Regions from separate parts of the Mus musculus genome. Here regions 1, 2, 4 and 5 are each linked to region 3. Evidence: chromatin contacts called from public promoter capture Hi-C data. All regions are on one chromosome and are shown on one strand. Each heading gives the region's core, a stretch centred on a gene start, on an enhancer-like site or on the middle of the called end of the contact. The rest is flanking DNA. Distances are from core to core; before and after follow the strand shown.

The links. Promoter capture Hi-C pulls out the DNA fragments that hold promoters and counts their contacts.
Region 1: a contact with region 3 is called in a promoter capture Hi-C map of liver, with 2.9 times the contacts expected there. The contact joins the promoter of Thap3 here to the promoter of Vamp3 in region 3. A contact is called at or near these places in 9 of 39 promoter capture datasets (the 3T3-L1 cell line, 3T3-L1-derived adipocytes, the C10 cell line and 4 more), 3 of 484 Hi-C or Micro-C datasets (Th1 cells, cerebellum and pancreatic cancer cells), 13 of 115 datasets of contacts at active chromatin or transcription factors (astrocytes, bone marrow-derived macrophages, cardiomyocytes and 9 more) and 1 of 9 other capture datasets (adipose tissue).
Region 2: a promoter capture Hi-C map of the HPC-7 cell line shows a contact between it and region 3. The contact joins the promoter of Rere here to the promoter of Vamp3 in region 3. A contact is called at or near these places in 5 of 39 promoter capture datasets (the HPC-7 cell line, hippocampal neurons, liver and 1 more), 1 of 484 Hi-C or Micro-C datasets (embryonic stem cells) and 1 of 115 datasets of contacts at active chromatin or transcription factors (memory CD8 T cells).
Region 4: a promoter capture Hi-C map of hematopoietic stem and progenitor cells shows a contact between it and region 3. The contact joins the promoter of Dnajc11 here to the promoter of Vamp3 in region 3. A contact is called at or near these places in 16 of 39 promoter capture datasets (the 3T3-L1 cell line, the C10 cell line, the HPC-7 cell line and 11 more), 7 of 484 Hi-C or Micro-C datasets (B cells, the G1E-ER4 cell line, bone marrow-derived macrophages and 3 more), 11 of 115 datasets of contacts at active chromatin or transcription factors (the 230-238 cell line, astrocytes, bone marrow-derived macrophages and 8 more) and 2 of 9 other capture datasets (adipose tissue and liver).
Region 5: a contact with region 3 is called in a promoter capture Hi-C map of the HPC-7 cell line, with 4 times the contacts expected there. The contact joins the enhancer-like site here to the promoter of Vamp3 in region 3. A contact is called at or near these places in 7 of 39 promoter capture datasets (the 3T3-L1 cell line, the C10 cell line, the HPC-7 cell line and 3 more), 2 of 15 datasets of contacts at CTCF or cohesin (large pre-B cells and pro-B cells), 5 of 115 datasets of contacts at active chromatin or transcription factors (astrocytes, bone marrow-derived macrophages, epiblast stem cells and 2 more) and 1 of 9 other capture datasets (embryonic stem cells).

Annotation. Positions count from the first base shown.
Region 1 is chr4:151,985,884-151,991,098 of GRCm38.p6, reverse strand. It overlaps Thap3 (THAP domain containing, apoptosis associated protein 3), which reads left to right and starts at 2,113. Exons shown (of 4, transcript NM_175152.4): 1 at 2,113-2,216. The coding sequence starts at 2,143. Phf13 (PHD finger protein 13) reads left to right here. Exons shown (of 4, transcript NM_172705.2): 4 at 1-1,468.
Region 2 is chr4:150,278,023-150,283,267 of GRCm38.p6, reverse strand. It overlaps Rere (arginine glutamic acid dipeptide (RE) repeats), which reads right to left and starts at 1,352. Exons shown (of 23, transcript NM_001085492.1): 1 at 1,193-1,352.
Region 3 is chr4:151,056,303-151,061,282 of GRCm38.p6, reverse strand. Vamp3 (vesicle-associated membrane protein 3) reads left to right here and starts at 3,330. Exons shown (of 5, transcript NM_009498.4): 1 at 3,330-3,409. The coding sequence starts at 3,408. Gm38529 reads right to left here. Exons shown (of 2, transcript XM_017320565.2): 2 at 2,227-4,980. The coding sequence starts at 3,842. The coding sequence ends at 3,273. It overlaps Camta1 (calmodulin binding transcription activator 1), which reads left to right. Exons shown (of 24, transcript NM_001081557.3): 24 at 1-1,760.
Region 4 is chr4:151,930,369-151,935,592 of GRCm38.p6, reverse strand. It overlaps Dnajc11 (DnaJ heat shock protein family (Hsp40) member C11), which reads right to left and starts at 1,873. Exons shown (of 16, transcript NM_172704.3): 1 at 1,769-1,873. The coding sequence starts at 1,840.
Region 5 is chr4:151,958,091-151,963,073 of GRCm38.p6, reverse strand. All of the region lies in intron 4 of Dnajc11 (DnaJ heat shock protein family (Hsp40) member C11), which reads right to left. Among named protein-coding and RNA genes, the nearest start is that of Dnajc11, 27 kb to the right of the region's middle. Within about 2 kb of position 2,378, at least 45 of the 459 cell types and tissues checked have an H3K27ac peak or open chromatin away from gene starts, as enhancers often do. A contact at or near this core is called in the HPC-7 cell line, where this site is marked.

The sequences.
Region 1 (5,215 bases), core at 864-3,363, 930 kb before region 3:
TGCTGAGCTGTGGTCTGGTGTCCCCAAGAGGAGCCCTGGGTGGGGGGGCAGTGGTTCTTTGGGTTTTCACGGTTGGTTTAAAGGGACAATGTGTAGCCGCCTTTCCACAGAGTGAGGGTTGGGGTGGAGGTGTTCTGTGTTCATAACTCAGTTTCTTGTTTTGCACGATGTAAAAAACAAAAAGCATATTTTTTTCCCCACAATACAGCCCAAAGTATTTGCCACTGTTACACTGGGTGTCCCAGCTCTGCTGGTGGTGCCCAGTCCAGTAACAGTCCACAGAAGACACTGTCCTTGGGCCCTGTGTGCTGTTCTTCAGATAATGGGTGAAAAGAATGGGCATTCTGCCTTCCATACAGGTTCCTGGGGCAAGGCAAGGTCTGAGTGCTAGAGCACCAGCTTGCAGAGTTTCAGAGGTGTGAACCAGAGCCCTGGTCTGAGTGAGGGCTGGCTCAGCTCCTGGACACTGGTGGTCCTGGGGCAGAGGGAAAGGAGGAAGAGGGCGTTGGCTCTCAAACCAGCATCTCCAGTGCTCATTCTTTCTCCGTAGTGTTTCCTACCCAGTTGTCACGCGTATTCTTTGTTAGCCTGAGACAGAGCAGAGTGGCCAGTGTGTCACCTTTCTTCCCCTTCCTGGAGTACCTTTGTAAGGTCACAGGCATTCTCCCACATTGTCTTAAGCACCAAAGGAGCTCAGAGTGTAGACTGTAACTTGGCAAATCAGAGCCTTTTTTTAAAAAAAAAAATAATAGCATCTTTCTCACTCACCCAGTTTAACTTTCTTTCTTTTTTTAAATCCTGTTGCTCATATTAAAGTAGAAGTACTGCTGAGCTCTGTAGATTGTGCAGACCTCAAGGGGAGAGCTCTTCTAAAGAGAAGCTGTGATAGAAACAGTCTTGCCCCCAGGCTATTGTGTGGCTCTGATGGGACAAATACCCAGGACAAGTTAGAGGAATTTGCCAAAGACCTGCCCCATGACAGTTGTTGTCCAGTGTCTTCACCCTGAGAATAACCAAAGTTGCAGTAGTTTTTTTTTCTTTTTAAGTGCATTTAAGAATATGTGTGGTTTTGTTGTGGAACAGTGGAGCTGGCCATTATTACATGTGCTCAGAGATCAATGCCTCTGGAATACATTTGACATCTGTTTGTGTTTGCTTGCTTTGTTTTTAAGGGGATCTTTCCCTGTGGGTGGTGTCAGAATTTGGACACCTTGGTTTGGGGGTAGGTTGAGCTGGGCAGCTGCAATCAGCTTGTTTATGCAAACTGGGCGTGAGCCTCTCTGGGCTCCTGGTTGATGGCTAATGCTGGGAGGGAAGGGTCAGCCCCAAGTAGACCCTTCCCGTGGGCTTTGGCCAGGCCAGACACAACATCGTTTACATGTTCTGTGTAATTATAAAGTTTATGTGTATAAAGCAAGCTGTTTCTGTGAAACTGTATATTTTGTAAATAAAGATATTGCTACTTTGAGGTCTGTGCCTCCTTAGGTGTCCTGTGCTGAAAAAGGCTGTGGGTCTCCCCAGTTGCTTGTCAGATGGCGGATCTGGCAGAGCTGAACTGATGATGAAAAGGGACCATGACCCCTGCTCCACTTATCCAGTTAGCTCTCAAACCCAGTGTGCACTTTTGAAAGGCTTCCCTTTCCCTCAATTCCTGTCACACTTGTCTGTTCAGGTGTGCCGGCCACCCCTACCCTCTACCCCGCACTTGTCTGAGCTTTCAAAGCCACAGCCATTAGGGCCCTTTGAAGTTCGGACTGGTGAGGTGAGTCCAGTGCTAGGCATCTTCTGTCTGTATAGTGACCAGCTGGGTACCTCCCTTGGGATCCAAACCTTGTCTGAAGCTGAGATGAATGAAGTGTGAGTTCAAGGCCAGGCAGGCTCTGTACCTGTCTGTAACGGACAAACCCAGCCCTGCAAGCCAGAAACTTAGCTGAGTTAGGAGTCGACGCTTTTTTAGTCCAGGTTTCCAAAGTTGTTTACTTGGGCACAAGTTGTAGGAGGTATTCCTCAGCTCTAACTTCTTTAGGGAGCAGAGCAAGTCCTGCTCTGGCGCCCCGAGCCTGCGGACCCCGCCCCTCAGGCTCCGCCCCCCGAGGCCGCCGAGCCGCCATCTTTTTTAGGGGCAGTGGGCCCATCTCCGAGATGCCGAAGTCTTGCGCGGCCCGGCAATGCTGCAACCGCTACAGCAGCCGCAGGAAGCAGCTCACCTTCCACCGGTGAGGGATGGGGAAGCCGGGACCCGACCCTACGGAACGCTCGCGGGTCTCGGTGCACTGGGCGGGAGCTCCGGGAGGCCCAGGCCAGGGTTTGCAGGCGAGGTGGACCGGGACTGCGTAGAGGGGCCGGGCCGGGCGCGGGCGATGCTCCTGCGCGCGGCCTCACAGCCTGACCCCGCCGCCCCCTCCTCGCCTGGAAGCAGTAGGTGCTCAGTGCAAACTAGATGGGCGTGAGTGGCACCTGGCCGTGTCCCTGCTCTGGCCCCTTGCGCCTGCGTCACCTCGCGGGAGGCCTGGAGGAATGAGTGCTCCCAGGATGGCCGGGCCTCATGGCAGGGATTTCGGCTGTGGGAAGGTGGGAGATCCCCGGTTCTGCAGCCCTGGGACCCCTTTTCCCCAGCAAGACTCGTGCTGAGCCCTTTCTAGGGAAGCACCCTTCAACTGCTCCGGCTTCGAGCGATGTCTGTGCCTTCAGGGCTCAGTTCCTGGCAGCCCGCACCCTGTACACTTTGAATGTTTCTGCTGAAGAGTAGCAACCATAGAAAAATACACACATCAGTTGGCAGCCCACAGACGTCTCCGCTGGCATCCACTTACAGTCTTTTCTCCCACCAGCCCACAGGGATAGCTTGCATGTGGGCTGCGTGGCTGTGGCGAGGTTTGAACCTTAAGAAATGGAATCTCTCTCTCTCTTCCTTCCGGGCCCTGCGAGAGTCATCCTTGCCCCACAAGCACTATTCTGCATAGTATTCCATTGACCACGAGCCAGGATGTGTGCTCTGCATGGAAGGGCCTCCGGGTGGCTGCATGGGTAGTTATCAGGTATCTGAGTTGCCAGAAACTCGGGGGAACACTCACCTCTGCCCGCTCTCATTCTTTGTTTTTAAGTTAAATTCATTTGTGTGTAGAAGAATCCTCCACCCTCTTGCCATGTCTCCCATGGGATGGATGGTCAGAGGACAGTTTCTTTCCTGTTTTGTGGGGCCACAGGGATTTTGCCAGGTGTCTTATCTATTTTAATAGCCACCTCCTCCATTGAGACCAGGCCCTTTTCTGTAGTTCTGACTGAAGTCAGTGAATAGAGCTATGTACCCAAAACTGGCTTTGAACACTCAAAAAAAAAAAAAAAAAAAAAAAACACCCCCTCCCTTAATGCATGCTGGCATCCTGTCTGGGAGACTTTTATATTTTACTTTGTGTTGGAGATGGAGCTCAGGCCTTCCAGAGTAGTGGGTAGGCAGGTGCTCTACACACCTTGACTTTTTTTTTGGTTTTGTTTTTTCGAGACAGGGTTTCTCTGTGTAGCCCTGGCTGTCCTGGAACTCACTCTGTAGACCAGGCTGGCCTCGAACTCAGAAATCCACCTGCCTTTGCCTTCTGAGTACTGGGATTAAAGGCATGAGCCACCACGCCTGGCCACACCTCCGAATTTTTAAACTTTTTTGTTTTGTTTTTCAAGATAGGATTTCTCTGTGTAGACCAGGCTGACCTTGAACTCACAGAGATCTGCCAGCCTCTGCCTCCAGAGTGTTGAGATTAAAGGCGTGTGCCACCACTTAAGTGTTTATGGCACAATCACCACATGTCCTGGTAGGCTTCCTGAGGACAGTTTAGATCTGTGTGTACCCCGTGCTTTGACATCTCTCCTGTGCCCTCCCGTCTGCCTTCTGACTCTATCCTTGCTTCAGGCTAGTGTTGCTTCTGTTAATTCGAGAGGGCTGGTCTTGTGTAGCCCAGGCTGGCTTATGAACTGGACCCTTCCAGGTATCCACCACTGTGCCCCACCCAGGTCTTGCTTATAGGTCTGTGTCATCTATCCGGCTTTGTCTTAAAAGAACTCTCAATAGCTTTTGACTAGGCAGTTCTCTTCCCACTCCCTGGGCGCATCCTGACCTTTGTCCCACATCTCCCCCGTCAGTCTCCATCCCAGAGTCCTCTCTACTTCCTACACTGAGTGCTGGCATGCTCAAGATGGAGCCGTTCAGGGCTTCTCCCTAGTGCTGAGATCGCCGAGGCTGGCAGGCTCTGTAGGGACATCCCCGGGCATAGGTGCCCATCTGCCACTCTGAGCTCTGCCAGTCTGAAGAGCACCTTGAACTTGACACCTAACGCATCAAACTTGTGTTCACCCAGGCCTGGACCTCCGAGGACTCTCCTGTCCTTCTCCTCCTCCTCCTCCTCTTCCTCCTCCTCCCCCTCCCTTCCTCCTCAGGGACCTGGAACCATGGAGCTCCTTCCCTTCTCTTCTCTCATCATCCTCGAGCAAACCTCGACACTTGGCTTTTGCTTTTTCCTTCTTCCTTTCTTCCTGCCCTCCCTCTCCCCTCCCTCCTCCTCTTCTCTCGACAAGTTCCCCACTCCAGGCTCTGCTGTGCTGGAGCTCACTCTGTAGACCAGGCTGGTCTCAGTGTTGGAATTGAAGGCGTATTATTCTGTAACCTAGGCTGCCCTTGAACTCACTTCAGTCCTTCTCCTCCTCCAGAACCTCCAATGATGCCCCTGCTACCTAAATCAAGCCCTGGGTGTGTCTTATGGCCCTTCTTCCTCCAGGTGCCCCAGCCAGACCGACATCTTTGTCCCCTGCCCCCACCCATCCTTTGTAAAGGCCGGGTCTTATTTCTCACTTGCTGCCGGGTCTGTTCAAACGTCATCCTGGCCGGCCCTCATTACCTACCACAGGGCTTCTTCCTGTTGTTTTCACCTGCTCCGCCCGCCCTCACAGCCCAACCCTCTCAGTGTGGCTTGCTCCTGTCTGAGGTGCAGGCTCCTGAGGAGCAGGAACTTGGTCCTATCCACTGCCACCGTCTGGCAGGAAAGCAGAGACTGGCATGTGGCAAGCTCTGAAGGGCTAGAGGTGGCTCCTGGCATGCGCTTTGGAAGCCTAGTTCCCTCGGGCTCCTTGCCCACGTTTATGGTCCTGGGATTCCTATATATGTGGATAGAAGCCAGGGTGAGTATCTGGATGACTAACAGTGGATTACTGAGTTTCCAAAGCTGTG
Region 2 (5,245 bases), core at 103-2,602, 780 kb after region 3:
CCATCAAAATCAAAAACGGTTTGCAATTTAGAGTGGAATTAACTCAGCAAGCAAATCCATGGAAGGAAATATCTCGCCAAAGATGATTTTATTATTGTATAGATAATCCTCTCCCTCCCCTCCCCCATCAGACTGAGACTAAAGAAACCAGTGTACACCAGACAAAAAGGTCTCTCTTTAAATGGAAAGCAATTATAAAAGCTATTTGAAATCTAACCTAGGATGTATTATTCATTTGAGCTGCACTAAATGTCTGTTTTGTAATCCACCAAGCTCACACTCACTAGTTAATCTGTTTTGTTTTGTTTAGTCTTAAGAATTGCTTTGCAGAAGGCTATTTCAAGATTCATACAAAACTACTTTTTCAGAGCCACCTTAAAATAGCAGCACATACTGAAACATTTAAAGCACCCAGTTTCTCAAGGGCACATTCTGCTGAAATCAATGTTTGAAGTCTGTAATCAAAAAAAAAAAAAAAAGTAAGCAAACCTTGGAAAAGAGACAGAGGATAATGACTATTCAACAATGAATCATTTTATTTTCATTTCAACAACTTCTCAAGCGAACAGTTTCAAAGGAAACCTGCAATACTCCCTCAACACAACACACACCCCATTCGATGTAAAACTACCTTCTTCCCATAACCCTAAAAAAATATAAAGAAAGAAAGAAGGCACCCTCCTTCAGACAGCAGAACTTAAAATCATGACAGAATTCTACGCCGCTCCAAGTGGTATTTGGTTCCCTAATTTTGGAATCACAGAGCCTGAGAAGAGAGACACAAAGGAGGAGTCTTCCTCCTAATGTGAAATGAGACTTTAATGAGTCCGTTCCCAGACCCCCACATTCACAAATATCCAAGAAATGCACAGCTTCGGGTCCTTCCCTCTCACAGTTGAGCTGCTCAGCTAGTGGCGTGTAACAGTTTAACCTCAGACTAGTTCCAGAGCGTGCCTAAGAAGCCAAGAGAGAGCAGGGGTCAAGAAGCACGTAGTACAGTCACCTGGCTCGCACAGGACCAAAGGCAGCGTCCGGCCCATGGTTCCCCGAGGGCTCGCCTCCACTCTCACCCTTCGCATTCCGCCTCGGCTTTCCCGGCCGAGCCCCACCGCCCACCCAGAGCACTCCGACCCCAGAAAGAGGGGCCGAGGAGGGGCGCCCGCGGCGCGGCGCTGACAACTTGGACACTTACCTTCCCCTCGGGCGCTACACCATCAATGAGAGGGGTGGCGGCCGGGCTCCGGGGAAAGTGCAGGGACCGGGAGGGAGGCCGCGGGGGCCGGCGGCGGACCGAGGGCGGTGGGCGCGGGGCCGAAGGGGCCGGCCCGCGGGGATGCGACACCGGGGGGCTGCGGGGCTTCCCTGCCGGGACTTCGACCTCCTCGGGTGGGCCAAGCCTTCAGCAGTGGGAGCCCAGGACCATGTCTGGTTTTGTGGATTTTTTTTTCCCAGAGGGCGAGTGGCTCCCACCGGAGGATGGTAGGGTTTTTTTTTTTTTTTCCTACCCCTCAACTAGGAGAGAAAATGAGGCGGAAACAAGGTGGGGAGCGCGTGAGGGGACGAGGCGCGGGGAAGGAGGCGGGGACCGAGGCCCGGCGGGGCGAGAGGCTGCGGAGCGCGGGGGGCGGCTCGCGAGCGTCTGTGGGAGCAGCGGCACCTCCGCGATGGTGGCGGAGCCGCGGGGCTGCTGCGCCGACCCGCCGCCCACTCCGCGCTCGGGCCCGGCCCACCTCGCAGTATCGACCATCACCATTGGTCTGTCTCTTCGTGACGTCAGTAGAGGACGGGCCAATAGGAGGCGGAAGGCGGGCCTGGGGGCGGGATGTTTGCTCCAGCTCGCTCTTCCATTTTCTTTTTTTTTTTTTTTTTTCTTTTTTTCCTCCTTTTTTTTCTTCTCTCTCTCTTTTTTTTTTTTTTTCTTCCTTTTTAATAAAATGAGCAGAAGGCAAGGCAAGGGGAGAGGCCAGGCTTTGGTGGCGGCGCGGCCGAGCCCTTAGTGCACGCTCCGGGCGGCGGCCGGAACCTGGGAGATGGGCTCCCCGCCCCAGGCGCGGCTTTGTGCTTGGTCCGCCCTGCTCGGCCACAGGCAGAGCTCCCAGCGGCCAGCCCTGTACTGACCCTCGGGATGGTCTACCTCAAGCGGGTCGGTCTTAGGGGTGGGCTTGGCGACTGTCCCCTTGCTCTTATTATTACCAGAGCCATAATTGCTTATTTCATTTAAGAGACAGATTCCTATTCCTTGAGGTTCAAGGGGAGCTACAGAGTGGATTCGAAGTTATTTGTTCTGATGGGTAGTTCATAATGTTTTAAAAATAATGTTTGACCGAAACTGAAGTGAAAAAAAAAAAAGAAAAGAAAATGTGAATTGGTGAATTGTGCTGCTTATTGATGAGAATAATAAAAGGCCTCATTAAGTAATAAAGAACAGGGCTCAACTGCTCTTTGCAGAAGACCCCACTTCGGTTACCAGCACCCACATCAGGCTGCTAAAGCTGCCTGTAACTACAGCTCTGAGAAATCCAACACTCCTCTAGCCTCCATGTGCACAAACCTACACACACACACACACACATATGACTTTAAAAAAAAATAGTAATAAAGAACAGACCATTACGACGGAGAGTCTTTTAAAGAGAGCAGTAGCTGTGCCCTGTTGGGGGAGGGGAGGCGTAGACTAGTTTCACCAAGGCCTGGTGGCTCTTACCTGTTATCTTAACACTAGAGAGCCAGAGGCAAGAAGATCTTAATTAAAGGTTAAGGCCCACCTGGTCTACAGTGTGAGTTGCAGGCCAGTCAGAGCTACATTTGGAAACTCTGTCTTAAAAATGCCAACAAAAAAGGAAAGGAAAATCCAAGTATCACCTTTAAAAAATATTACTATATTCCCACTATGCTCAAAGACATTATCACCATGTGTACCACATACTATAAGCCTGAGCCAGGGCAAGCCAATGCTCCCATTCTACTTAATATAATTTATAGGATCGTGGGGTTTGGAATTTTAATTATAATTACCAGTTTTTGAAATGCATATCATGTTTATTGAGTTCTTTCACAGACTCTGGCATGAGTCCAGGGCGAATCATCAGCCTATTGTTAGTTTGTTAATATTCTGTAAATGCTTATTGGTGTCCTTAAACCATACACTCTTCTCAGAGGAGTTAAGGTCTGTATATAATAGAATAATTAAAGGATAGAGCTTGGCTTAAAATAATTCACCCATCTATTTCAAATAGAGGGATAATTTTCTCTTTGGAGTGTCTATTCAGATTATAATTCCCACATCCAAAAGTTCCTTTTAAAAATAATTTCAACTAGCAGATGTCATTGAACTGTACGGCCCAAGAGATCTGAAAGGAAATGGGGTCTTTTTTTAATTTAACATTTTTTTTCTTCATAAGGGGTATATGCATGCTACAGTGATCCCAGGAAGGCTTTTGGGGGTCTTGGGTCTCTCTAGTCCACTCTCCACGGACTCCAGGTTTGCAGTTCAGGCAGTTAAGCTTGGCAGTAAGAGCCTTTTTACCTGCTGAGTCTCCAAGGCCCACAACTAAGCCTTACCACTTACTACCTTTCAACAAGAAAAAACTCTTCCCTTTCAAATAAAATGAGAACTTGGGAATAAAGAGCTGGCTCGATGTCTAATAATGTTTGCTGCTTGCTCTCCCAGAGGTCTGAAGTGCAATTCCCAGCATCCATGCAGGGCAGCTCACAAGTGCAGCAACGTCAGCCGCTGGGTCTCTGACACACTCTTCTGGCCTCTGCATTACCTGCACACATATGTGCATACACAAATTAAGAAACACAAACATGGGGCTGGTGAGATGGCTCAGTGGGTAAGAGCACCCGACTGTTCTTCCGAAGGTCAGGAGTTCAAATCCCAGCAACCACATGGTGGCTCACAACCATCCGTAACGAGATCTGACTCCCTCTTCTGGAGTGTCTGAGGACAGCTACAGTGTACTTACAATAAATAAATAAATAAATCTTTAAAAAAAAAAAAAAAAAAAAAAAAAAAAAGAAACACAAACATATATATAAATAAAATATGAATTAAATTAATGATGGCTAAAAAAGAAATGAGGAAGATAGCTAATGATTTTTTAATATTATTTATTTTTTACTTATATGAGTACACCAGAGCTGTCTTTACACACACATCAGAAGAGTGCACAAGATCCCATTACAGATGGTTGTGAGCCACCATGCGGTTGCTGGGAATTGAACTCAGGACTTCTGGAAGAGCAGTCAGTGCTCTTAACTACCGCGCCATCTCTCCAGCCCAATTTTATTATACCTGACTAAATTTTCCAGGAATTTTTCAGTAACTAAGCTGCACTCAGGCAGGTGGATCTCTGTAAATCAAGCCCCTCCCTGGTCTACATAATAAGTTCCAGAATAGCCAGGGCCACCTAAAGAGAGACTCTGTCTCAATAAAAATCCAATAAGTAAATAAGTATTTACTCCTTTTATATGCATGCATGTGTTTATGTGTACATGCATGACATACTACAAATGTGGAAATCAGAGGACAAACTCAGCTATTGCCTGGGTTGTAGGGATGTGGTGGTTTGAATGAGAATGGCCCTCAGAGACACATATATTTGAATACTTGGTCCCCAGTTTGAAAGTTTGGGAAGGATAGGAGGTGTGGTCTTCTTGGAGGAGGTGTGTCACTGAGGGTGAGCTTTGAGGTTTCAAAAGTCTCTCTCAGTTCCCAGTGTGCTCGATCTCTGCTTCCTACCTGTGGATCAAGGTGTACCCTCTCAGCTGTTCCTATCCGATTGCCTTTGCTCCACCATGATGGACTCTAAACCTCTGAAGCCACAGCCTAATAAACTCTTTCTTCTATAAGATGTGCTATCACAACAATAAAAAATTACCTAAGGCCGCCATCTGAACTCAGTCTGGCACAGCAAGTGAATTTTACTCCCTGAGCCACCCCACAGAAGACAGACCTTGAAGTTATGATCCTCCCGCCTCCACCTCCTAAGAGCAGGGAATTGGGCCTTTTTTATTAATACAGATGTGCATGTAGGTAGATGTATCCAAATTCCACATAATTATAAAGCACAATATGCTACAGGGACATAAAATTAGCAAACTAGGTCTATTTAACAGGTCCATGCATGAACTGTGGTCCAGCTACAGAGCCAAATGGCACAGACTCCCTGCCTAGAACCTCAGACTCTGATAATGAAATAACCTTTCTAATAAGAACAACTATGAACCCATGATTGAAAGC
Region 3 (4,980 bases), core at 2,081-4,580:
GTAATGTGAATGCTAATATTGCTTAAAAAAATTAAGTTACTTTTGCAAAATAGATAATCATAAGATGAATCCTTAGAGACCTTAACACCATCCACTCACACCAACAAAGAACATTAGGATGATCAATGTTTAGGAAAAAAAATTAGGACAAAATGAGAAAAATATCACATTTTCATATCTCCTGCTGGAAATTAAAAAACAAACAACAACAAAAACCACGAATAAAAATTGCTCACTCGACAAAATAAAAGGGAAACCCGGTGGAGATTGGTGTTGACGGAAGGGTGCCACGGTACAGTACTTTCCAGGTAATGAGGAGCCAAAGAAATCTGATGCTTTCAAAGCTAACTTATGAGAGAACCAATTTTGCATTTGCTAATGCCAGTTTAAAACTCCCAGGTTAAGTGTGAGAATTGGTTGGTATGAGATTTTCTTTTTTTAAAAAACAAAAAACAAAAAACAAACCAACATGGTTCTGGCTGCCAACCGTGAGTTAAAACTCGAGGCTTGTTGTGAAGCCTAAAAATATTCACAAATGAGCTTTAAGCTGGTGTCTTCAGAAGGAAGGTAGAAACAAAAGGATTGTGGTTAAAAATAATAATAATAATAAAAACTGGGGTCAGTGCTCTCGGTGCCTTTTCTATAATTGTACTTGTTTTTTAATTACTTCCTTTCACTGCCAACCTCAAATTACTGTACAGTACATGTCTTTCTGCTTGTGATCAGCTTGGAACAGCGACAGCCCCACAGCTAGGAGCCACCTGTACATTTGTAAGCTGACCCGACCCAATTTTGTTTTTACATGTGTGGGTTATGTTGCAGCTGTTGCAATCCTCGACCCCCCTACCCCCGCCCCCACCACACCTATTATTTTACACAATTTGACCTGTCTGAGGACACTGAGTAATTTACATAAACAATTGTATTCATAACAGGGAATAGAATGTAAAGCCAGCTCTTTTCAGAATATCCTATCTCAATCATGGATCTGGATACATTTACTCCATTGCTTATGGTTCAGATGACCAATCATTTGACCAGAGCAATGACCTCAGTGGATTTGCTTCAACCCTCACATTTATTTTTTAGTGTTTCACATGCCACATTAGCTGAATATGTTAGAAAACTCTGGAAGATAAAGACTTACATAGAATTAGGAAGTTCTTATGGAGGAGATAGAAGTAGGGTCAAAACCTACCAGTACAACTGTGAATTCTAGGTGAGGTCGAAGCATACTTCCACTGACACAAAGCATTTATGACCACCTTTTTTGATTGTAACTCTTAATTTTGAATATAAGGTGATAGGCGCAGCTTTCTTGGATAATCTGAATTCCCAAGTGCCAGGAGTAGGATTTCATGATAAAATTAATAGCTAATCTTATTCTGTCTCCTGAAGATTTAATTGCTATCCTTGTTACCCATTCAAAATCAGCTGTACTGTGTGAATGAAATAAAGACATTAAGATGAACCCCTTTCTGGCTGCACGGTCGCTTATGGCAGTTCCACACAGTAGTTGGCGCCCAACGGGGGGTCCCTGAGACTTGCATGTAAAACTAGTCTAGATGTCTCCTTTTTTGTAAGTTTTATTTTTGTAATTGTGCATGTAAAGCATCATTGAGTCAATGGATCTGTTGAAGAACTCAGCTGCTGGAAACCATGCAAAATGTTTTGAATTGCCCTTAAAAATATGGAAAATGTTTTCTGAATGCTTTATATTCTTTCTGCTGTAAATTAAAAATGAAGAAAATTTCCCCATATTATCTGTGTTTTGCTTTAACCTGATCTGAAATCCAAGGTGTTGACAGTGAGGTCATAGTTAGAACTGGAAGTATTATTTTACTTTCCACATGCAGTGTTCTCCCACCCAGCCTTTCACTTAGAGCCACTTTCCCAAAGCACTTCCTTTCTACCTACCTTGCCTGGTTCCTTAACACATCGATTTATTTTAAATGCAGTTACTTGGAAGATAAGGATCTCAATTTTAAATTAACCTTTCTCATGTAGCTCAGAGTACCCATGAATTCCCAACGCTTAAGCTTAAGGGTGACATTGAACCTCTTAACCTTTTACCTAAAAGCTTTCGTTGCGATTATGGGTGTGCTAACAGCCTGGGTCTACGTGGTTCTGGGGATCAAACCCAGGGCTGCATATTAGACAAGCACTCTGCCAACTAAGTACACTCTTTAGCTCTACTAGGTAGTTGGCTGGGTTGTGTGTGTGTGGTTTTTGTGTGTGTTTTTTTTTTTTTTAAGACCCTTTCCAGCTTACCTCACAAGGCCTCCCTGCTAGGTATTCTTCGTCACTGTTCCAGTCCTCTTGGCTGTAGAGTTCTGTTATCTCTCTGGTAGGACTTCACTTCTGATCTACCTCAGAACTAGTGCCAGTTTCACACTCTGAACCTCCCACCAGGAGCCCACTGCATTTTCTGTTCACTGTTTAAGCCCGGCCCCACACTCTCCATTTCCTCCTATCCAGAATGGTTTTTATAACTACTACTCAACCTAGTACCCACTGGTGTGGCGCTCTTTAATTGCAACACACACCTTTGGGAGTTACCATGCTGAAGTGGAAAAATACCTTAGTGTATTTCATTGAGTGAATCCACCAACGGAGTTTATTTAGTCTGTTTTAGACCTTGTTGGGATTCTTTTCCACATAACTACTCACCCCCGTTGAACAAAAATTGAGTGTCGTCTCCGCAAGGGCCAGGGAATTACAGAAATGAAGAACCTTACAGTTCTCTAAGCCAAGGCTCCCTTTAGGGATTTAATATCCGTGCAATGGCAAATATTTGTCATGTGAGAACCTGAGAGGAGACTTCTCCCAAATCCTGTGGCCAAGACTCCACATGGACTTCCTACTGCCTCTTTCTCAGAAAAGAACTTTGTCTCCTCAGGACCACTAGATTATTCTGGAACGTTAGGCACGTCCGCTGTTTCTAACATGAGAGACAAGGTATGCGGGCTCACAGTAATGTAAAACGTACCCATTCTCACTCTAAACTGCCTTTCCAGGGCTAGAGACAGGGCAGCAGAGACACTGCAGGGAGCTGCTGTGATTCCTTGGCGGCGAAGAGCCCAGCCCAAAGGCGCAGGCGCCGCGCTCTAGCCCCGCCCACTTGTCCACCGAGAACGCCCGCCCACTCGTCAGCGCCGGCGCTACTTCAGCGCAAGCTCTGGCCCCTCCCACTCCGCTCTGCTCCGAGGTGACAGCCCGCGCTGCGCCCGGCTCGATTCCTATCCCGCCCATTTCCGGCGCGCCCCTGGCGACTAAGAGCGCGTCGCGGGTTCCGGTCCGGCCACCGCTCGTGACGTCACCACGGCCCCGCCCATCTCCTCAGCCTCGGTTGCCTGCAGCGCGAGTCCGTCGACCCTCGGCCATTCGCCGCCGCCACCGCCGCCAAAATGTGAGTGACGCGCTGCGCTGAGAGGCGAGGCGGGCTCCGGGGATGGTGGCCCACTCCTGCGACCCGCTTCAGGCGCGGTGGCCGCTGCTTGACACTCGGACTCGAGTGGAGGCCTCGCAGGCCTACGCGCGGAGTCCCGGGGCCTGAGGTGGGCAGCGGCCCCGCGGTGCACCCTGTCCCCGGACGCTGCGGGACGAGTCGTGGCGCCGCGACGTCCCCGAGTGCCCCGCGGACGGCGGGCAGACGCGGAAGGACGGGGGTGGGGACACCGCCTGACCGAGGAAGCGGCCGCCACACCCCGCGGCTCCTTCCTCGCGAGGGGCGGGAGCGAGCGTGAACGCTCACTCTGTGCGCGGGGTGCGCCCGGCAGGAGCGGGAGACCTGAGGTGGCCGGGAGCCCGTCGTAGGCCAGCGTTTGGCGCTCCCGACGCATCTGGGCAATGGGTTTCTCTTCCGTTTTAAGCCAGCACACTCTGGTTTTAAAATTGGTTTCTAATTGCAACCTTCAGCCAGAATTGTTGTCACCACTTAAGATGTACCTGGTCAGACTGCTGAGCAAATGGCAGTGTCCGGTCCACACTCAAGAGGATTAAATTGGTTCAGTTCAGCCAGCCGCATGTTCAGCCTAAGTTTTAATAAGATGGGAAGGATCGTAGTATCCTCTTTAGTGATATTAGACTTTAAAGAGAGAAAAAATAAATAACATGGATAGTGCTTCCAGAGCACGGTCCTTACCTGTTTAATTTTCGGACCCTGAGTTATGTGAGACAGCCATCAGTGATGTGTCCTTGGTGGTAGACACAGTGCAAACTTTAAAAAGTGCTGTGAGTCAACCCTAGAGTGACAGTTGTGTAGGAAGGCAAAAATTGGAAGCTGTTTTAGATACAAGAGTTTAATGGAGGCAATAAGGACTTAAAAACCAGAGTACTTGTGAAAAGTGGGGATGAGTGAAAATCCAGACTCACTGAACCTATGAGAGATGAATGACTTTCCAACAGAGACAGTTGCTTCAGCCTCCTTCCCGTTCATACAGACCCCCTCCATGCACTTTGAACCTATTTCTTCATATTGTCTGTTCTGTGATTGTTCCTAATTATCAGCCACAACAAAAAGATCAGGAGTCTACTTTAAACATCTGTGTGTCTTAAAGCAAGTTTAAAAAAAAAAAAAACCCACACTTTATTGACATAGAACAGATCTTGTTAAATATTTGTTTCAGACTTTTATCACTATCAAGTGATACAGTCTTAAGAATTATTGAGGGGTTATAAAAACATATTAGTGCCTTTATTTTTTACCTTGGGACTTTTAAGAAATAACTGCAGTGTAAGGAGTTAAGACTGCGTCCCACCATAACAGTTTATACACACAAACAGGCCATGGTATACTTGAGAGCAAAGGACACTTGAGAGCAGAGAACAACCTCACATGTCAGTCCTGGCTTTCCACCTTATTGGAGACACTATCTCTTGTTCAGTGCTGCATGTATCAGGTGAGCTGGCCCTCAGGCTTCCAAGACTCTCATGTGTCCACCTCCCATGTCATGGTTGGAGCATTGGGATTATATATTA
Region 4 (5,224 bases), core at 624-3,123, 880 kb before region 3:
TCCTGAACACCTGGACCGGTAGAGGTTCAGTAGCTCTGGCAAATGGGTAAAGAATGGCGGCTCAATTGCTAACAACCCAGACTAGTCAGAACTCAGAGATTTAAAAGGAAAGAAAACAGCAAACCCATCTCAGAAAGGTCGGTTCCTTTTACCACTCTGCTTCTTCAAGAACCAGGAAATGTCTGGGCCTTGTGCCTCTGGCCTTTATTCCTAGCATTTGAGTGGCAGAGGCAGCCAGATCGCTGCGAGTTCAAGGCTAGCCTGGTCTACACAGTGAGTTCTTGCCAGCACTACACTGTGTCAGGCCCTGTGGCAGAAAAAAAACAAACAAAAACAAAACAACTCAGGGGAAAACCTACAGTTTCATTCAACTGCTAACCTGGAAGTCCAGGAAACGTTTCCTGGAGGAGTTTCTGTGGTAAGCAGTGGCTGATACAGGGCACAGTATAGAGACAAAGAGCTTTGCTGTATGTGGAATGGTAAACTGAGGCAGTAGAGTTCAAGAGCTGGGTTTCTGGAGTTAGACTGCCCAGGGACGAATTGCACCTGTTTGTTCCCTCGATTATAATTACTGGATTGAATATATATATACACATGTATATATGTATACATACATATATACACACATATGTATGTACACACACACACATATATATGTATACATACATATATACTCATTCATACTGGATTGTTATGAGAGCGCCTATCACAATTTAAAGAGACACTGAGTCAGTTCTTTCAGCAGGTGGCTGTGCAGAAAACACTCAGAAAGATATTGGTTATTAGCACACAGACCAACTTTTACTGGCAACTGGGTTAGCTTTGCTGAGGCTAGCACAATTCCCTTACTTTTGATCTTTACCAGAAACCCTAAAAGACAGGATTGGGACTTGTGTGGAAGGACTGACAACTTGGACCCAGCAGCCACAGACCTCTCGAATGCCTTTCGTGACCTGACCTTGGAAGCCTTTCCGGGAACCCTTCTCTGACGGAGCTCAAGTGCGGACTAGCCATAGAGAACAAGAACGTATGCGAGGTATACACGTGCCAGACAGTGCGGACCTCAAGGGTGACTTTTTATTCTCGAGGAGACCGCGTGAATCCACTGGCAAGCACTGGATGCTGAAGTGCGGTCAGAGCGCCGGTGCGTCTCTGGCCTAGCACTTCTTGCTCATCCACGGCCCCCGAGTCGAGGCTGGAGAGGTCTTGCTCTCTGATTTCTGGGCAAAGGCTCAAGGGATCGGAGGAGGACACGAACGCCAGCCTGGGAGGGTAGCCTCTGCTTCGGAAGCACCAGCGATTGAGGGTCCGACCGAACCCTGGAGAGGCTCCCTGTGGCCTTGACCTTGCTGTCCAGGGCTGCGATCGCCCAGCTCCTGGCTCAGGCTGATGACCCTACCCTCTAGCCTAGGGTAGGAGTATGTAGGGGAAGCGTGGGACCTGGTTCCCCACTGCAGCGGCTGCCCCGGGGTCCTCGTCCCCCTTCCGGCAAGTACGTGGGTCCGGGTCCGGGCCAGGCCTGGGCACGGTGCACGCCATGCACGGGTCGCGGAGCGCCAGGCAGACGCTGGACCCGCGCCGGGGCGCGAGGGTCGCGGCGGTGCGGGCAGCTCGACGGCTGGCAGGCGCACACGGCGGCGGGGTCACGCGGCCTCCGGGCCGGGCCGTGGCCTTGCCGGGGCGGCTGCGGGGCCAGAGCCGCCCGTCCGACCGTCCAGAACCACCGAGCCGGGCCTCAGCCTCGCCGACGCCACGCCGCGGGCCTCACCTCCCTGCGCACGTTCAGCAGTGAGTAATAGTCTTCATTGTCCAGCTCCTCCTCGCTCAAGGCCGTCGCCATCTTCGCAACCTTTCACCCCGCCAAACCGGCGAGGCCGTGGTTAAGAGGGTCCGGCGCTGCGTAGCGCTTCCCGCGCGCCTCCCGCCCACGTCACAGCGGCCCCTGGCGGCCCGGAGCCGCACAGCAGCCCTTGGGACGCGCCTGCGCACTGCGCCCCCGCGCGGCCGAGGCCGGAAGCTGGGAGGTGTATATGTATACCAGCCTCTCGTGTGTGTGTGTGTGTGTGTGTGTGTGTGTGTGTGTGTGTGTGTGTGTGTGCAGTCTGTGTGTGTGTGTGTGTGTGTGTGTGTGTGAAACCTGTGTATGTGTGTACCAGCATGTGTGGGTGTGTACACAAGCATGTGTGTGTGTACGAGTGTGTGGTGTTTGTGTATGAGTGGATGCATGGGATGTGTGTATGAGGGTGTAAGGTGTACGTGAGAGTGTTGTGTGTAAGTGTGTGTGTGTGTGTGTGTGTGTGTGTAAGCGTGTGTGGGGTTTGTGAGAGTGTGATGAGGGTATGAGTGGGGTGGGGTGTATGAGTGGGGGTGTCCCGTGTGTTTAAGTGGGGGTGTGGTGTGTGTGTATGAGAGTGTGGGATGTGTGAGAGTGTGGGATATGTGTGTGTGTGTGTGTGTGTGTATGAGCACGTATGGGGTTTGTGAGAGTGTGGTGGGGGTGTGAGTGGGGTTGTGGTGTATGTGTGGGGTTGTGGATGTGTGTTTATAAATGTGTGTTCAAGTGTGGGTCAGTGTATGTGTGTGAGTGGGGGTGTGGGTGTGAGTGGACATATTGTGTGTGTGTTTACGGCTGTGAAAGTGATGGGGTTATGTGGTGTGTGTGTATCTGTATGGGCAGGGTTAGTATTCAACAGGGCCGCACCACACTCATAAGACCCTTATGGCCCAGGTTCTGGGTGGCGGCGAACCCGGGATGGCTGAGCTCCTTCCCCTGTTTTGGAGTCTGTTGTAAAGCCACCCTGAGCCCAGGCACGCATCTCTCCCGGGGCCCACCCACAAGGGAAGCCGCTGGTGGACCCACTTGCTGACTTATGTGTGCTCAGGAAACCTTCAAAGTGGTTACCTACACCCTTTGTGGTCCACAGAGGCTGCCTTATCTTCTGTTTCTGTCATGTTTTGTCTTTTCTTAACCATTGCCCTGAATGTAGGAGCACCTGGCCTTTTTTTTTTTTTTTTTTTTCCCTGCCGCATAAATGAGGAGGCAATATCCATTTGGTTCTTAATTGCGTCTGGCGTGCATATATACCTGTGGTTCCTACCTCAGAGCCATTCTGCTGGAAATTTCTCCTGTATAATTTAGCAGTGGAGTCTAATTGATTTCAACCTGGTGCCTGCTGTTTGGTGCCTTATTAAAAACGTCTTGGTTACAATAATCTAAATATTTTAAGTGTCTTTGAAATTATGTTATCAAGTGGTGGGCAGCAGCGTAGGCCCCTCCACCTGTTGGTTCACATGACCTGAGTCTTTTCTCAGGGGTCCTTGTTGTTCCTCCACACAGCCATCCGCTTGCCCGTCATAAGCTGGTATCCTGGGAGACCCCGACACCTGTCTGCAGATAGGAGAGGTTGATTTCTTTCTCATCCTAATTCTTGGCCAGATGTGCGCCATCTGGGCCTGTGTCACGTCCCTTCCAAGGTGCTCACTCCTCTTAGGATCTTTTGGCGGGAGACATCTAGGTGTGTGGAGTCAGCCTGCAGTAGGCTGTTGACCCAGGTTGTAAATTAGCAGCTTTTTATTATTTTGTTAAAGCATGGTAGGCCTCCCTACACGACGGCATCCACAGCCATGCCCCGTCAGCTCTCCTCCTGCAGGTTTATAGACTTTTCTTCTCTCCCTTCCTTCGCAGAGCTGTGGTTAGGGCTAAACTACCTGCTGACATTTTCTGGTTTTTGAAATTTCATGCGCGTGCAAGGGGTGCGGCTCTCTCTCTCTCTCTCTCTCTCTCTCTCTCTCTCTCTGTGTGTGTGTGTGTGTGTGTGTGTGTGTCTACAGTGTTGAGATGTCTCAATTTTCCTTAGGTTTGTAGATATTAACTGGCCTGCAGTGCTCACTTGGGCAGAGAAATCCTTGCAGTACCTCCTTTGCTTGGGAAAGGAAACACAGCTGGTAGATGTTACGTAAGTGGAACATGAGGCGTGTTTCCCGACGCCCAGGTCTGTGTTTCTGTGATTGAGAATGGCCTGGTTTTTATCACCACTCAGACAAAATAAATAACAACTCAGGGATGCTCTGGGCCCGGCCTCTCTCGGGCCCACGATATTTTGTGCGGCACTTCCTTGGAAAGTGTCTGTGACAAATGGAGAGCTGGGGGAATGGATGTATTTCCAGGGTTGGTTGTTTTCCTTTCTCCCCTCCAAAAAACCCTGATGTGCCATGGGCAAAATAATGAGAACCAAGGGCTGTACAAATTTATACGTTAAAAAACACACATCCAACATGCTCCTGGAACCAGAGAAAGTGCTGAAAGGGCTCTATTGTTCAGGGCCTGGCACCTTCTAAAGCTACCTGTAGTTTAGGGGCAAAGCAAAACTTAGGTTAATACACACATGATGCATGTTTGAAGATTTATTTTATGTGTGAGGTTTCTTTTTATTCGTGTATGTATGTGCACCACCTGCATGCCTGGGGCCTGAGGATGTCAGAGAAGGTACCAGATCTCCTGGAATGAGAGTTACAGAGGGTTGTAAGTCACCATGTGACTGCTGGGAACCAACCTGGGTTCTCTGTGAGGCCAGCCAGTGCTCTTAACCACTGAGCCAGCTCTCCAGACCATTTATTTATTTATTTAAAAGTTTTTATTTATTATTGTATGCATATGACTACACTGTAGCTGTCTTCAGACACACCAGAAGAGGGCACCGGCTCCCATTATAGACGGTTGTGAGCCACCATGTGGTTGCTGGGAATTGAACTCAGCACCTCTGGAAGAGCAGTCAATGCTCTTAACCTCTGAGCCATCTTTCTAGTCCCCCAGACCTTTGTTTCTGTAACTATGGATACACTTGTCTATTTTATGCACGCACAAAAGCTATCGTGAGTGCTCATACAGAACACACACACATGCAACTGTTGTCGAAAGCTTGCATCTTTATTATTTGTTTTTATTTTCATTTTCTATTTTTCTGTGGCAGGGTCTTGTATAACCCAGGCGGGACTTGAACTCCTTATGTATCGGAGGAGGACTTTGAACTCGTGATCTCCCACCTTAACATCACACGTGCTGGGATTTGACTGTGAGCACCATGCCCGGGCTCTCTCTTTTCAAACAGTATAAATCTAAAGGCACTCATCTCCAGTGTCACATATTCATAACGATCCTAAGTTGTTCCACTCTCACTTAGCCACTCTGCAGACAACCAGGAAGTTTCTTTTGCTTGTTTGATGA
Region 5 (4,983 bases), core at 1,129-3,628, 900 kb before region 3:
ACGTGCATAACCACAATTTAAAAAGAAGGAAGGAAAAGCAGGGTGGAGGCGTGGGTGTGACCACTGCTGGTCAGGCATAAGAAACTGCTTCATCTGGGGACAGTGCTGTTTGGGGGAGCCTAGATATGCAAATCAAGGTGAGTACCCAAGAACTCACATGCTGAGAGGAATTCCAAGCTGGCTCAGAGCTGAAAGGAGAAGATGCCAGGTCATACCCAACTCTGGCGGCTACACCAGGCTATCCCAGGTGAACAGAGGCTTGCATGCAGAAGCCATTACCAATTCTGGGCTTGTTTGAATGCTGAAATACTAGCTAGCTCTTGGGAAGCTAAGGCAGGAGAATTGTAGTAAGTTCCAGACTAGTATGAGTTACAAACCGAGTTCAAGGCCAACCTGATCTACCTAGGTACCCTTGCTCAAAAAGAAACCAACCAACCAACCAAGCTTTCTTCAACATACGTGAGTGGTAAGACCCAGACACCATCTGACTACACCTGCAGGGAGGTGTCAGCCCAGTGCTAGCCAGTGGAGTCTAGTCAACCCCAGAAATGATGAGAACAATTCAAATTGTGGCAGGCTGAGGATATAGTTCGCTTGTAGAGTCTGGATGTATAGGGCTCTAGATTCCTTTTCAACAATTCTACCACCACAGGTGCAGGCCAACTGTTGTGGACATGACTTTAATCGCAGCACCACATCTGGGTCTGAAAGCTTTCAAATAGTATATACTCAGCAAGGCATGATGGTACAGGCCTGAAATCCTAGCAATCGGGACAATGAGACAAGAAGATCATGATTTCCAGGTCAGCCCAGGCTATAAGCAAGACCTTTTATAAACAAAAGCACAGACACGAACTCCACACTGACAACCAAGTGATGATTCAGCAGAGGGAGAGTAGCCATTAGAAACCTAGAACTGCGCTGCAGTCGTCACTTTCAGCTGCCCTGCTGCTCTTAAGGCACAATAACTAAGAACTCCAACTGGTAACTTCAGACTCAACAGCCGTGGCGCTGACCCAAATCTATGGGAAACAATAAACTGGAGAGGTGACACGAGCCGAGGACAAAGCTGAGCACGGTGACAACCCGACTGATGAATTAACTGTCCTGGAAATGGCTACTCAGGTCACCCTGAGTTGACTGAGGTGTCTTTTCATTCCCGAGGGCCCAGATGCTCTTTAGTCTTCAGGAAATACACTTGGCAGACAGTGTGCTGCAATACCAGAGTAGGAGGGTTTCTCCCCACGTGCCCACAGGCTGCAGCTTAGCAGCAACTATTCACTTCCAACACCGTAGGTTTTCTTATGACAAGTCACAGGTTTGAGAGGAGCAAAGTTACACTGAGTTCTGACAGGCTCCAGCATACACGACTAAAGCAAATATGGACCACTGGACACCCGACCGAGTGGTCAGATGTCTGCTGAAGCTTCAGGCTAAGTGTGTGTACCCTAAAGCATACTTTTGTAAAAGCAAAAAGGCATTTACAAAGAACAAAATCTTTTTAACCTCTACCACCATTTTTAAGCCACAGACTTGGTTCTATATAGCTCTGGCTGGCCTCAAACTCCACCTGTCTCTACCTCCCTAGTGCTGGAATTAAAGGTGTGTGCCAGCACAACTGGTCACAGTTTTGGTAATTTTGTTTGTTTGAAAGGAGCCCTAGATGGCCCGAAAAGCACAATTAATCTAGGCCGACCTTGAACTTGTGGCTATCCTTCTGTCCCTAAAATCAAACCAATAACCTTGCATTCTGTCTTTCTGATACCCAGCTTTCCATCATGAAGCCGTCACACTTAAAGAGGAGAGAGCACACCTGGGTACTCAGCTCTGGAGCGGGCTTGTGTGTTGCTGAGCTCTAGGCAACCGTTCATGGCTGACTTTATCTGTATGTATATATATATATATATATATATATATATATATTTTTTTTTTTTAATTTAATTTAATTTTAATTTTTTTTTTTTTTTGGAGATAGGATTTCTCTGTGTAGCCCTGGCACTCTATAGACCTGGGTAGCCTCAAACTCACAGATTTCTGCCTGCTTCTGCCTCCTGAATGCTGGGAAAGGCGTGCACCAGCATGCCCAACATCAAAACATTCTTCTTTTGAATTTTACAAAACTCAAAAGGAAAGCGCCACTCTTAGCTCTAGGCTGCACACTACAGAATGGGGTGCAGTTTGCTGACATGCTGTAGACACAATGGCCACCAGAGAACCAGGTGACAGGTAGCCAGCCCTCCCACAGCAGGAAGGACTCCTGGAAGCTGAGCTGCCATGCAGCTGGCAGAGCGAGATCCTTGACTCAGACCTCTGTAACACTGGGTGTGTATGGGCTGAAGATCCACCCCGCAGTAAGGAGATTAGCACTACCCTCCCCAATCCCCCTTGAGGCTGGTGATAACTAGCCTATGGGGCTCCACCCAGGTTTCTGTTTATTCAGCCAAGCCACTCAGGAGAATGTGCCAAGTGCACCCAGCCAAGAGAGAGCTCCATTCACAGCCATGTGCATGGTCTCCTGCTTCTTTTCCCTTCGCTAGCCACCACTGCTCCTTCCTGAGAGAAACCACAGCTGACAGACTTGTAGCAGTCTTCACTTTCTCATTAATGGTTATCTCTTTGAGACAGATCCTTACAATTTCAACAGTGACTCTTTATTAACTGAAAGCCTCCCAAAAGGCAATGTGGTGACTCGGTCCCCAGCTAGCAGCACTGACTGAGGAGGCTCAGGTGTCCAGCCTGGTTGGAGGGATTTAAAGTCTCCCAACACCTGCGGTTCGTCCTCTTGGCTTCCTGCTCTGGTCATGTCTACCTCTCCCTCACTGCCAATGTTGCCATCCTTTCTTTCGAGACAGGGTTTCTCTGTGTAGCCCTTGCTGTCCTTGAACTCAGAAATCCGCCTGCCTCTGCCTACCAAGTGCTGGGATTAAAGGCATGCGCCACCACTGCCCAGTCAATGTTGCCATCCTCTGTGGACTCTTATCCCTCTAAACCACAAACCTCAACTAGCTCTTGTTTCTCTGAGGTGCCCTGTCGTGGTGTTGTATGACAGCACAAATGCTAAGTGGACAGGCAGCTCTGGTGGTGATGAACAGCCACAGACCCATTCAGTATCTGACAGCCAGGACCACGTAGGCTTTACAATCGTTGGAAGGAACAGCTAGGAATGTGTCAGCCCGGGAAGAGCCTCGGCCCACTGCAGCCTGCCACTCCTGCAAGGATCTGAGGCCTAAAGGCAATGCAGCCAGTTCTTTACTGCAACAAGCCCCAGGGCTGGATCAACTCCTCACACTACAGCCACATTTTCATTCTGCATGGGATCCTCTCTAGCCTACCCTCTGCCACTGAGCACAACAAACATGGGCGCCAAGGGTTTCCTCCTGTCCCATCTGGTCGCCAAGGTCGGCTGCCTTTATGACTCCAAGACCGCATCCACAGCACAGACTGAAGCCACAGCAGCCTCATCCTGATGGCTGGGCTCTGCCCTGGAATCTAAGCAATCAACTTGGGGTGGGGGTGGGGCACGCATGAACACGTGTGTGACATGTGAAAGTCAGAAGACAACTTTTGTGAATGAACTCTATCTCATGGACCCTGGAAGTCAAACTAAGGTTGTCAGAATTGGTCGCAAAATACCTTTACCATTGAGCCATCTGCTCAGTCCCATAACAGAATTTCAAAAAAAAAGAAAAAAGGCGGTTGATGCCTTTATTCCCAGCTGGAGGCAGAGTATTTTATCTGTGATTTGAAGGCCAGCATGGCCTACAGAGTGAGTTCCATTCCAGGACAGCCAGGGCTACACAAAGAGATCCTGTCTCAAAAAACAAAAACAGGGCTGGAGAGATGACTCAGTGGTTAAGAGCACTGACTGCTCTTCCAGAGGTCTTGAGTTCAATTCCTAGCACCCACATGGTGGCTCACAGCCATCTGTAATGGGACCTGATGCCCCCTTCTGGTGTGTCTGAAGACAGCTACAGTGTATGCCATGTCTTCATGTCTGAACACAACGAGCCTTCCTAACCTTGCTGGTTTCTATCAGTACTAGGAAACAATAATCTCTATGTAACTTCCACATAACAGGGTCAAAAACGAGACCCACGTCCATCCTCAGAGACAGCCGAGCTCTGTAAGCACAGGGAGGGATGCACAGAGGCCTGTGAGCGAGGCAGGGCTGCTTTGGGTCATGGCCACGTGGGGAGCTTTCTGGACAGACAGGAGTCGCACCGGCTCACACAACCTGAGACCCTCATCCGGCAGCTCGATTCCAAGCTGCAGGCTCTAAAAGGCAGTGTGGTGGGTCATACAAACCAGACACCCAGACCAGAAGGCAGGGGCAGAGTGGCCCAGTCAGAAGACCAATGTCATCAGCTGGACGCCAGAGTTCTGATTCCAATTACCCCACCCGGCTGTGACTGCATGACTGAAGCCCACTTGTGTTGGGGCTTGATGGGAGGGAGGTGCTCAGGTCCATAACGGGTAGCTGTGTCCACAGATCCACACCCATGGGTGGATTAAAAATATTCAGGAACATGTATTCATTCCCCATTTTCTTATCCTTATCCCTGAAGCAGAGCATAAAAACCGTTCAGTTATTTAAGTACTCTAAAGAGGGCATTTTGGGGGGTGGATGGAGAGGAGGGGATTGAAGCTATGACCCCACACATTACAGCCACATGCAGCTTCAGTAAGGAGCTCCACCCATAGCCTTAGGGATAATTCTGGGCCCAAGGGAAGCCCTGTATAGGTTCTATGATACACCACAGTATCTCCTCCAAGGGACCTACATGCCTGTGGGCTGTATCGGGAGAGGTCCTCTGGGAAACTGTCATTTATCTCATTCACTTTGTTTCATAGTACTAGGGACTGACCCCAGGGCCCTGGGCAAACACTACCACTAAGCTACTGTCCCAGACATGCCCCACCTAACTTTTATTGTCAGTCAGGGCCTCACTGAGCTTCCCAGGGTAGCCTTGAACTCATGGCAGT